Regions from separate parts of the Sus scrofa genome. Here regions 2 and 3 are each linked to region 1. The links are chromatin contacts, called in public Hi-C maps. All regions are on one chromosome and are shown on one strand. The core of a region is the stretch at or near the end of the contact, and the rest is flanking DNA. Distances in the headings are between cores, read along the strand shown. Region 1 holds the start of COL6A3 (collagen alpha-3(VI) chain). Region 2 has its middle 46 kb from the start of COPS8. Region 3 has its middle 81 kb from the start of MIR7141.

Evidence for each region. A called contact is a pair of places that touch in the nucleus more often than the background predicts.
Region 2: a Hi-C map of embryonic fibroblasts shows a contact between it and region 1, with 8 times the contacts expected there. The contact joins the enhancer-like site here to the promoter of COL6A3 in region 1. A contact is called at or near these places in 1 of 5 promoter capture datasets (fetal skeletal muscle), 15 of 47 Hi-C or Micro-C datasets (alveolar macrophages, blood, embryonic fibroblasts and 8 more) and 1 of 2 datasets of contacts at active chromatin or transcription factors (skeletal muscle).
Region 3: a Hi-C map of mesenteric adipose tissue shows a contact between it and region 1, with 3 times the contacts expected there. The contact joins the enhancer-like site here to the promoter of COL6A3 in region 1. A contact is called at or near these places in 2 of 5 promoter capture datasets (fetal liver and fetal skeletal muscle), 3 of 47 Hi-C or Micro-C datasets (mesenteric adipose tissue, skeletal muscle and undifferentiated spermatogonia) and 2 of 2 datasets of contacts at active chromatin or transcription factors (alveolar macrophages and skeletal muscle).

Annotation. Positions count from the first base shown.
Region 1 is chr15:137,101,762-137,105,411 of Sscrofa11.1, reverse strand. COL6A3 (collagen alpha-3(VI) chain) reads left to right here and starts at 1,725. Exons shown (of 44, transcript XM_021075741.1): 1 at 1,725-1,822; 2 at 2,091-2,297. The coding sequence starts at 1,730.
Region 2 is chr15:136,871,911-136,875,560 of Sscrofa11.1, reverse strand. No RefSeq gene overlaps it. Among named protein-coding and RNA genes, the nearest start is that of COPS8, 46 kb to the right of the region's middle. Within about 2 kb of position 1,755, at least 12 of the 83 cell types and tissues checked have an H3K27ac peak or open chromatin away from gene starts, as enhancers often do. A contact at or near this core is called in embryonic fibroblasts, where this site is marked.
Region 3 is chr15:136,907,765-136,911,414 of Sscrofa11.1, reverse strand. No RefSeq gene overlaps it. Among named protein-coding and RNA genes, the nearest start is that of MIR7141, 81 kb to the left of the region's middle. Within about 2 kb of position 1,569, at least 19 of the 83 cell types and tissues checked have an H3K27ac peak or open chromatin away from gene starts, as enhancers often do. A contact at or near this core is called in alveolar macrophages and mesenteric adipose tissue, where this site is marked.

The DNA of each region.
Region 1 (3,650 bases), core at 476-2,975:
GAAAAAGGGGTTTGTAACTTTCTAACTTGCGTGGAAGGAAAGGGGAAGAGGTGCTTGGGCTGGTTCAGGGCAGCATTTAAGGGGACTCTGGATGGAGAGAGTCTGTGACTTCTGAGGTCCCCTGGTGGCCATATCTGGACCCAGGACCCTCGTGTTGAGGTCAGTGCTGACCTCCGAGATGGCTTCCTCCGTTCATTCCACTGAGAGGCCCAAACCCCAGTGATTAAGTGAGAAAACCCTAGGAGCCACAATGCTCTCGAGGGCGAGCACGAGGGAGGATGTGGGAGGTTTTCCACCAACTGCTGCCAGCTTCCAGAACTTTCTGAGGCCACAGACACTGTGGGCGAGGGTCTGGGTGGTCAGTGACTAGTTACAGTGAAGAATTACAGACCACTGTCCCTGATGGGGGGGGGGATTTCTTTCTTTAAGTCTTGTTCTAAGTGATGCTTCAGCTTTGACATTTAAATAATAGTTATTTCTAATACCAAGGAATGTATATTCCTAGCTATTTTGAAAAGAAATAGCTGTTTTTTGTTTGAAAAAAAAAAGGAACCACTGAATAGGAACACATAGGCCACACTTGCTTTGTTAGCTTCTCCGAGCCGAGCTGCTTGGGACAGAAAGTGGTAACCGAACGTTGCCTTGTTTGCAGCAGGCGACGTGCCTCGGAGAAAAGGTTCTTCCCAGGGCTGAGCTTGAGAGGCCAGCCCATGAGGTGGTGGACATGTCCCTGCTCTGCCAGCCCAAGTCCTCGCGCCTGCCCTGGGGGCTGAGGATCTGGTGGGGGACGGGCTCCCCTCGTGGGAACGCCGGTGTCCCACACGTGACTCTGGCGATGTGGTTTCTCCCCAACTGGCGACGGGCCAGGAAGCGCCGCAGTCCAGATCTCTGTCCCCAACCTGACATCCTGACATTCCTCTAGCTGAACCCCCGGGGAGCAGGGAGGGGGCACATCCTCTCGGGGTGAGTAGGGGGGCCCTGGGGCTCAGGAGGGGAGCGAGCACCGTCTCTCCTGTGCCGTCTTCCGTCCTCCTTAAACGTGAAGGCAAGCATCCCTGGAAGGAAAGGAGTTAATGACACCTTTACCCTCCCGACCTGGCTTTGGAAGGGTCTCCAAGCCGAAAGCATCCTTCAGGTGTCTCCTGACATTTCACAGGAACCAACTTTTTAGAGGGGCCCTGCGACCGGTGAACAGTGGAGCAGTTTGGGGGTGTCCACGGCCAGGGCTCTGATCTAAGCTCTGCTACGAACCAGGTTCTTCTCATCTGTAACATGGGACCATAACCCCACCTGAGAAAAAACGACACGTATCTTTTAAAAAGGCGATGCAGATCTTCAGGGAAGAGGTAGTGTGCACCCAGGTGCGGTGACGTGTGCAACGCCTTGCAGAAGCACAAGTGCCTCCTCAAGGACTTTCCTGCAAATCTGAGCATGACAACCATCCTTGTTCCCCTCGTATGGGTCCTAGACTGGGACCCTTAGCCTCACAATCAGAATCATTATATACAGAATTACCAAAAAAAAAAAAAAAAAAGATGTAGTGTTTCCCTTTGCCTTTTCATTGGCAAACGGCGCTTTGGTTAGCAGAAGGCCAAGGCGATTTTAATGGCCGGTTTTTATATCCGAAGGGGGAGGTTATTAGGAGAAGTCTCAATTCAGAAACTTCAAGAAGAAGTGGGAGGGTGTGGTGAGGGTGGAGGGGAGACTGCATTTCCTGTTTCCCTTTCAGATGGAGTTGGAAAACACTGCAGGAAAACCATGGAGACCCAGGAACAGAATTTCAAAATTTGTTCTCTGTGCGGCCCAGAGCCCAGCCCAAAAGGTGATGAGTAGAAGGGGTGGTTCTTTTTTTTTTTTTTTTTTTTTTTTTTTTCAAGTTTGCAGGCGTCCAGCTCTGGGCTCCGAGGGCAAAGACAGCCTTCCGAGGTGACATCAGCCAGCAGTGGGGCCAGAAGCAACAGAACAAGAGTCTGGTTTTCATTTACAGTGTGGGGCAGGCCCGCCGTGGGGAGGGGGAGAGGAGGGGTCGGAGGAGGGAGGGGAGGAGCTGGAGGGCGCCCTGACTGTATCCCCGACTGGATCCGGTCCAGTGTGCAGCTCAGTCTCCACCAAAGGCCGCTCAGTTCTCCCGCGCGCCAGCCTCCTGCAAGGACCACGGGGGAGTTTTCCGCCTCCACCGGGGGTCCCCTCTCCTGCAGAAGGACAAGGAGACACAGCGAGTGGGGAAAGCATGCGTCAGATGTGCACATAACTGCAGCGCGGAGCCCGGGACGCTCGCTTCTCCAGGTTTGCTCAGGGTGAGTGCCCCTTCTCCGGTCCCCGTTTTGGGTCTCTGGGCCCAAGGGCGATGCCTGCATCCCCGCGAGCACGTCTCCGTGGCTCCCTTGTTCCCTCCTGTAGAGTCGGTTTTGGGGACAAGCTTCTGGTCGCTGGAAGATTCAGTGGATTTTCCTTTCTCCGTTGGTGCCCCGAGCTGGGTGGAGCAGGAGGCTGCCCGCGGGCATAGCTCAGTTGCCCACACGCTCCATCAGCCTCTGCTCTCCTGACTGTGCTGTTTCTCGGCTCAGGATTTATTTGACGTTGTCTCCTTCTTCTGAGGCTCAGCTGGAATCTGCTTTGTTCGCAGAAGTGTCTGCAAGGATTCCAGAGGCAGCTTGGGGAGACTCCGAGTTCTCCCAGGTCGGTGTGGCCGGCGGGGCCCCGCACGCGCCGTGGCTGGTGCAGCCTCTGCGGCCTCCAGGGGATTGGGGTAACTTGGGTGTCCAGGCACAGGGCCAGGTCGAGAGTTACTCAGCCATTGCCACCGGGGCTTCATCTTTTCAGGAATCTGGAGTTGCTGCTGGAGTCTCTGCCCTCTGGGGTTAATTAAAGAAGCTGCAGGGGTCAGAGGAGGAGAAAGAATTCGATTTTGGGCCGTGCGCCCAGAGGATAAGGCAGGGCTCCTGGAGCCACGGGCCGGCTGGGGTTGCCCAGATGTGGTGCGGGTGCCAAGCCCGGAGCCCGGGGCCTGCTCCCTGGTGGGAGGGTGGGGCTCTCTGGTCCTCTCACCCAGTATGGAAAGTGTTCCCTGGCCGTGGCCAGCCTGCTTTGGGGACCTGATTCAGGGGCGACCGTGGTAGAAAACTGATGAGGTCCGGCGCAAGGGTGGGGTTCCTGGCAGGGCTCAGAGGAGGACTGTGGGTGTAAACAGACATGGGCATTTCACGGCCAGCTCAAGGAGTGGAGGGGAAGGCCGGTCAGGACCCCACAAACAAACTGCTCTAAGCATTAGGGGCACAGGGGACTTGGCCCGCGCCAGCCAGCTTCTCGCTCTGCACACAGTTAATGGACATTCGTCAGGTTTGTTACTGCTGAGCCACAACGGGAGCTCCCTCTCCTAGGCTTTACTGTAAACATCTTCTATTTTATATTTAGGCCTATGACCAATTTGGAGTTAATCTTTGCATAAGTTGTGAGGTTTAGATCAAAATCTTTTTTTTTTTTTTTTTTCGGCACATGAACATCCAGTTGCTCCCACACTATTTCCTCTTCCGGTTTGGGGGCCAGAACCGTAGGGTCTTAGATCGGCAAGAACTCACATGGTTAGGTAGTCTGCAACTGGGATCCCCCAGCTTCCCCGGGGGACCCATTCTTAATACTTCAGAAGACTG
Region 2 (3,650 bases), core at 506-3,005, 230 kb after region 1:
CACTGAGCCCCCGCCCCGCCTCCCTGCCCCCAGCCCCCCAGCCCCCCAACCCGGTGCCTTCACAGCTGAGACTGATGGTGGAGCAGCCACACCAGCAGCCGTGCCCTTAGCAGCTGCTTTCCTGCCACCCAAATGCCCCATGAGTCCCATGCAGCGGACCCTGGTGGGCTGTGCTGTCGGACACTTGTTTATTACTCACCCCCGACAGAAAGCGAGCACAGGGAAGCTGCCAGCAAGTGCTCTGGACATTTTGCTGCCGGTGATTTTAATTAAGGACAGTGGGGATCACCCATCTGCACGTCCAACCTCAGAGCCACAGGCACGAGAGCAGCACAAATCCGGTGAGTCCCAAGAGCGTCAAATCGTGCTCCAAAAAAGAGAGTTTCAAGGGGAAAGAGGTGATGGTGGCAGGTGGAGTGTGAGGTGGGGGTGGGTAGGACACACGGGGGTCAGCTCCCAGCGCTGCCAGGCACTGGCTCTGTGGCCTCCTGAAGGTCCTTAGCCTCCGTGAGCCTCAGCTTTACTCGCCCATGAAATGGGTAACAAGCACGGCGATTGTGAGCATCAAATAGAGCCCTGTGCTATTTTCAACGAGGGCTCTCTTCGCGGCAAGGACCACTCAAGCTAACTCGGGGAGCTGGGGCATCTCCGACCTCCAAGGATAGAATCCAAGACAGCTGATGTCCGGGACCGGGTCTGGAGTCAGCCGTCCTTCTGTCCAGCTGGCTCCTGGGGCCACGCCGTCACCCCTCCATCTTTCTCTTTCTCTAAGTGGTCCCTTGGCCCCCAGAGCCCTGGGTTGTTTGAGGACCTTCGTGCCTGGAGGGCCTGTACTCTGCAGCCCTTTGTTGAGGCTCCAGTGCTGGCTGGTCTCACCCCTCACTATGTTTCCTAATCCACATCCTTAGAGAGGCACTAACTGGTTCCTAATCCACATCCTTAGAGAGGCACTAACTGGTTCCTAATTCACATCCCTAGAGATGCACGAACTGTCCCAGCTCCTGCCCGGGGCGGGAAAGGCAGACTGCAGGCCACTGGCCTGGTGCTGGAGGGCTGCCCAGTCCCAGGGCCTGCCCTGCTTTAGTCTCCAGGTGGGTGGGTATCACAGGGCCCCCTGGGGTGGGTGGGGACCACAGCCTTAGGATGTGTAAAAATAGGCACAGAAGATGCCACTTCCTTCTCTCCTGACAGGCACGGGGCTCCCGAGGCTGGGGAAGGGCTTCTTTCCATGGGGAAGGGTTTTCTGCTCCTGCTGGGGTCTCCCATGCCTCAGACACACTTTCTAGTCACACGTCCGGAGGCTCGGGCCTCGTTAGCAGAGAGCTAGTGTGACAACCAGGGCTGCATTGTGGTGGTGGAGAAAACATGCGCTCTGGATCAACAAACTGCTGGGGAAAGCTGCCAAACAAAGCCAAGCAGAGGCAGCTGCCCGGGGCCCGCATCGGTAACCCGCATGGCAGGACCCCGTGTTCGCAGTCACGGCTGCACCTGCAGGAGGAGAGGCTGCCTGGAGAGAGTCCTCTGGGGAGTGTGAGTGGCTGCAGCCAGGCGCACACACACATTATACACACACATGTGCCCACACACTCATATGCACGTATACACAAGCACACACTCACTACACACCACACACGTGTGTGAGCGGAGTGCCAGCCAAGGGTGGACGCCCCCCATCCCGCCCGCAGTTTCCGCGGCGGCCAGGCTGTGACTCAGAGATTCTACAGGGCTCTTCCCCAGACGCCTCTGAGCGCCCCCGCCCCGTCCCTCCACCCACACGCTCTCCCCTCAGGAATTTCCACGGCGGCCACTGCAGCCAACACCCCCAGCAAATCGCTTTACTTCCCAAGGCTCTTGGAACATCAAGTGTGGGCTCTCAACAGGAAGGAAAAGCCGCAGCTTGAAGCGAAATGTATGCATGCCACCGCCTTCCTGCTCCTGACCCGTCGGTTGCCGTCTGCTCCAGAACCAGTGCAGCTCCTGAAGAACATTCTTTTCCATTCCTTTCACCGGGACGAAGCCAAGTGAGCTGTCCTAGGAATGACAGGCTCACCTGCTGCTGCTTAGGGGGCCCCGTGTGCTTCTAAAGGGTCTCCTGCCTCCACAGCAGGGTGGGGTTGGCGCGGAAGGTGGAGAAGGGGCTGGAGAGGGATGGAGGCTTCGGAGCCCCTGCCCCAGGAGTCAGTGAACTCACTCACGCATTTCACTTTTATTCTAGAACCTTCCTTTGTGCCAGCTCGGATGATAAAGTCGTTGGGTATAACTGATTAGTCAGTCATAATAACAGAGACATGGAAAAGGCCTCGGCAGGAGCCAAGGGGTCCTTCTCGAGGGGCTGCTGCACCCCTGCCCTGTCCCTTTGCTCAAGGGTCAACCTCTGGGGAAGCAGAGAATGAATGGACCCTGGGGGGTGGCCTGAAGTTCAGGTGGCATGAAGTGACAGTGGCCTGGGAGCACGTGGCATGGGGGAGGGGAGCACCCCAAAGGAGAGTGAGAGCTGCTACCAAGGGTCTGGGGTGCAGGGAAAGCAACCCCCACCCTCAGGGCCCTCTGTGTGCCTGGGGACACCTGCTCAGCTCAGAGGAGCCTTTGGCCTCAGGGGCCCCTGCCTCAGGCGGAGTCTCAGCCAGGGTTGTGGAGGTGGGGCTCCTCCAGCAGAACTTCGGAGGTCCCAACCCATGGGCTTAGCCACTCTGGCCCCTGGTAAGTGCCTCCCAACACAAGCTATGGGTGAGAACAAAGCCGTGGTACAAAGAGGGCTCTCTGGAGTTCCTGTTGTGGCTTAGCAGGTGAAGAACCCGACAGAGTGTCCATGAGGACATGGGTTTGATGCCTGGCCTTGCTCGGTGTGTTCAGGATCCAGCGCAGCCACAAGCTGCAGTGGAGGGTCCCACGTGAGGTCTGGATGAACACGTTGCTGTGGCTGTGGTGCAGGCGGGCAGCGGCAGCTCCGATGTGACCCCTAGCCTGGGAACCGCCATGTGCTGTAGGTGCATTTCCCCTCTGCCGCCCCCCAAAAGGACTCCTCATTTGCCTTTGAGGCCAGGCTCTGCCTCCCCTCCCATAGTTGATGTGGGGGAGCCGGGGGTCCTCTGAGCTGGGCTGGAGGGGAGCAGTGTCCGTAAGGAGCAAGGCCGAGGCCGCTGCCTGGGTCCTCAGGGAGGAGCCTGAGCAGGGCTGTGGGGAGGGGGCATCTGCCCAGGGAGGGCAGAGCGAGGTCAGGGGCTGGGTAGCCAGCTGCCCCAACCCCAGCTTCCACCCTCCGTGCTGAGAGTAGCAGGTGCTGCCTCTAGAAGAGCCAGGTCCTCATCCGATGGGGAGCTGCCTTTTCAGGTCGTGGAGCAGTTTTCCAGCAGGAATAATCCGCAAGCTACAGGGCACAGCGCTTCTTGGCTGGAATTCCATGGGGCAGTCATTACAGCATCCTTCTCCCCAATGGCCTGGCCTCTGTTGGTTGACAGCAGAGGCCCCTGGGGTTTCCAGGGTTCTCTTGTGCCTGATAGCGGTGTTGATGACGTGGCAGTAAAGAAACTTTTAGCTTCTGTTTAACCCAGTGCTCCCCATGGTTAATAACAAAAAATATGAAAAGACAAATGTGTGCTGGGCTCACTGGCAGAGGGTTAAGGCACAGGCATTGGGGTCACGCCCCTGTT
Region 3 (3,650 bases), core at 320-2,819, 190 kb after region 1:
CCAAGCCACGTCTGTGACCTGCACCACAGCTCACAGCAATGTCAGATCCTCAACCTGCTGAACAAGGCCAGGGATCGAACCAGTGTCCTCATGGATACTAGTCAGGCTCGTGAATCACTGAGCCATGACAGGAACTCCAAAATACTATTGTTTTTATACTTAAGATAGTAGACTTCATCTAAGTGTTGAAAACAGGCATTTCAACCAAATTTAAATACAGGGAGAGCTACATAGCAAGGCATTTTAGGTTCATGGATAAGCGCATGAGAGCACAGGCATAATTTTTTTTTTAAGGGCCACACCCATAGCATATGAAAGTTCCCAGGTTAGAGGTCCAATCAGAGCTGCAGCTGCCGGTCTACACCACAGCCACAGCAACATGGGATCCGAGCCGCATCTGCGACCTACACCACTGCTCACAGTAACACCGGATCCCAGACCCACTGAGCAAGGCCAGGGGCCATGAGCCCACATCCTCATGCTAGTCAGACTCGTTTCCATTGCGCCCCACGGAAATTCCTGTATTTTTTTGATTGAATGATAATTACAAGCAATTTATGTGGAACATCATCTGGAAACGTCAATCTAGGGATATTTGTTAATAAGTCTTTATCTTGGATGAGCTCCCGCGTAATCTTCTTCTTTATCTTTGTACCTTCTGGAAGCTTCAGTAGCCGGTAGTAGGGATTTGTCCCCAATTTTTCTTTCTTGTTCTTTTTAGGGTTGTACCTGCAGTATGTGGAAGTTTGCAGGCTAGGGGTTGAACTAGAGCTGCAGCTGTGGGCCTACACCACAGCCACAGCAATGCCAGATCCAAGCTGTGTCTGTGACCTACACCACAGCTCGCAGCAATGCTGGATCCTCAATCCACCGAGCGAGGGCGGGGATGGAACCCGAATCCTCACAGAGACTATGTCGGGTCCTTAACCTGCCGAACCACACCCGGAACTCCCTCTTCCCCAAATCTGCCCTCCTTTCCCATCTCCACACTGCTTGCTCTCTGCGGCATAATTAAAAGAGCACTGGATTGGAGATGGGAAAATACGAATGCTGGAAATCAAACTTCCCCCCACTTTGGTTAATTACACAACCTTTAGTATCAGTTCACTATTGCCTCAGTAATTCTGCGTAACAAAACACGCCTGAATGCAACGGCTTTTTGGCAGTATTTACCCTCATGCTCGGGAACTGCACACTGGCCGTGGAGCTGGTCAGCCCTGGGCTCAGTGGACAGCTCTGTTTCAAGCTGTGGGTCTGCTAGGCTGGGCTCTTCGGTCTGCTAAGTTTTGTTCTGGGGTCAAGGCTGAAGAGGCAGCAGCCACTCAATGGCAGGTCTTTTAAGAGCAGATCTCAGTGTGTAAGAGGCAGACTACGCGAGCCCATCCAAGGCTCGTGCTCATCCCACATCTGCTCGCGTTCCGTTGGCCAGAGAGAGTTTTAGTGCGAGGGAGCTGTGTGGGAGGGGGGTGTGTGTTTTTGGGCAATCACACAAACCATCAGACGGAGCAAAGCCATCTGTAAAGCTGGAGCTAGTGCTCCCCACTGCCTGGGCTGCTGTGTGTGTGTGTGTGTTCCACAGACACAAGCGTCTGCATCATAGGTGAGGTCAGCTTGGTCAGGGTCTGGTCTCCAAACACAGGAATGACGAATCATCTGGACCGACACTCAACTCTCCTTACGAAACTTCCCGGGGCCCTTGGAGGCATGTGCTCCCAGCAGGGCTGGGAGCCCTCCTCCAGGCTGAGCCCTCTGCCTGGCTCCAGGGAGCCCAGCTTTCCCTGCTAGTGCTCTCACCTGGCTTCCTCCCCAGCCTCCCCAGCCTGTCTGACCCTCTGCTGGGGGAGATGCTTGACAGCTTCTCTTTGACTTTTCCTTCCCAGGAGTTGTACAGACCAGGGACGTTACTGCTTCCCGCTGTCACTTTCTTTGTTCTCCTAAACTTACTCCGAAGTGTACATCTTCTCCACAATACGTCTCTGACCCTCTGACGTCAGGCTGGCACCGAAATAGGATTCTTAGAGGTTTTATGTCACCATCTCGATGACAGAACATTCGGCAGTGATTTCCTCAGAACACATCTGTTTAACTCAGAACGGGTTGTGAACAGAGCTGCTTTTGAAATGGACCAGCTCGTGGTCAGCAGATGAGCTTCTTTAGTCTGGGAACATGTGACATCTGGTTTGTGAAGATGGTTGTCTTAAAGGGATGACAAAGACTGTCCAGTCATTGGTGAGCCAGACTCTTGGAAGGGTCTAAGAGCTCTGTGGTCCTTGGCGGTGTTATGTTCAAAGGCAGAGGCTTTGATTTTGATGTTGCCTTTGCTGCATCAGAGCCTGTAACTTCCAGCTCATCCCGACTAGAGACATCGGACGCTTTGGTGTGAAGCTCTGGTTGGACCATACTTTGGGACGTCTAAACTCAGGAATAGATGCCGTCTGTTGAACACAATAGAGATGCTTCTGTACTGGGATACAGAGAGTCGAGTCTACTTGATTCAGTGAAGCATGGGCTTTTAGATGTCCCCGTGTCACATGTTACAAGGCCTTTGTGCCTGGAAGACTCAGAGTCTGTCTCCACCAGTTAACCCTGTGTGGTCTCAGATTCTCCACCAAATTGCTCCAAATCTCCACTTCTTCCTCTCTAGTGAATACAGTAAAAACTCATTCCCACTAGATGGTTGTGGGGATGTGAGATCATGGAGCAAATCAGCCACCCACAAGGTGCTGTCCCAAGGGGTCATGAATTCCAGGTGTTCAAGTCCCATCTGGTGTCGCCCACCTGGATTGAGTCCTGGCTCTGTCTCCCACAAGCTGTGTGGCCTTGGGAGTGTTGCTTCCTGTGTCTGAGCCTCAGACCTGAGTCTGTAGAACGGCGATGATGCGTGGTACAGCTGTCTGTGAAGATGGGATGAGGGGATGAGGCACGGCAGGTGCCCTGCATGTGGCATCATGGTGAATCCCATGAAATCGAATGCTTTGGGAAGAGGTAGGGCCCAGATGGCGTATTAAGGCCAGGGCTGAGAGCAGCTTGATTCAGGTGCACACAGGTGCTTCTCAAAATTCTTCTCCAGGGTACACTGACTAAAGGTGGAAGGAGACTAGTCAGCTTTGCCCTCTACATCCACGCTCCTCTGCCATGCAGTCTCCACTGACGGCTCAGGGCTGCATGGCCTTGAAAATGAGCCAGAGTGTGGGCTTGTAAGGACATGAGCGCAAAGCAGCACTGACCTCAGAGATGGTCTGGGAGCCTGTCAGAAATTGGGGGTGGGGGTGGGGCCTTAGAGAGATTATCCAGGAACTAGGCGAGGCAGAATAAGTACTTTTCTGTTGAGATAGAGTCTGGCTATGTCTCACTAAGCCTGATGTCTTGTTTGGAAAAGGATCCCACATCGTTTGTCTCTCTGCTTTTCTTGAACAAAGATCACTGTCTTTTTCCTCTATTTATTTTCCCCAGGATTTATCCTCAGGCAAAACACAACTGCTTATCAGCTCCCTTGTCTTCACCCTGAAGGTTTCAATGCTGGGGGGTGATGAGTCATGTCGAGAAATGTCAGCCCCCGTGGTAGGGGAGGGAGGACCTCCTGGGGACCCCCAACAATCCACAGGCTGGAGTCCTTGAAGCCTACAAGGGCTAGAGCAGGATCCCATCAG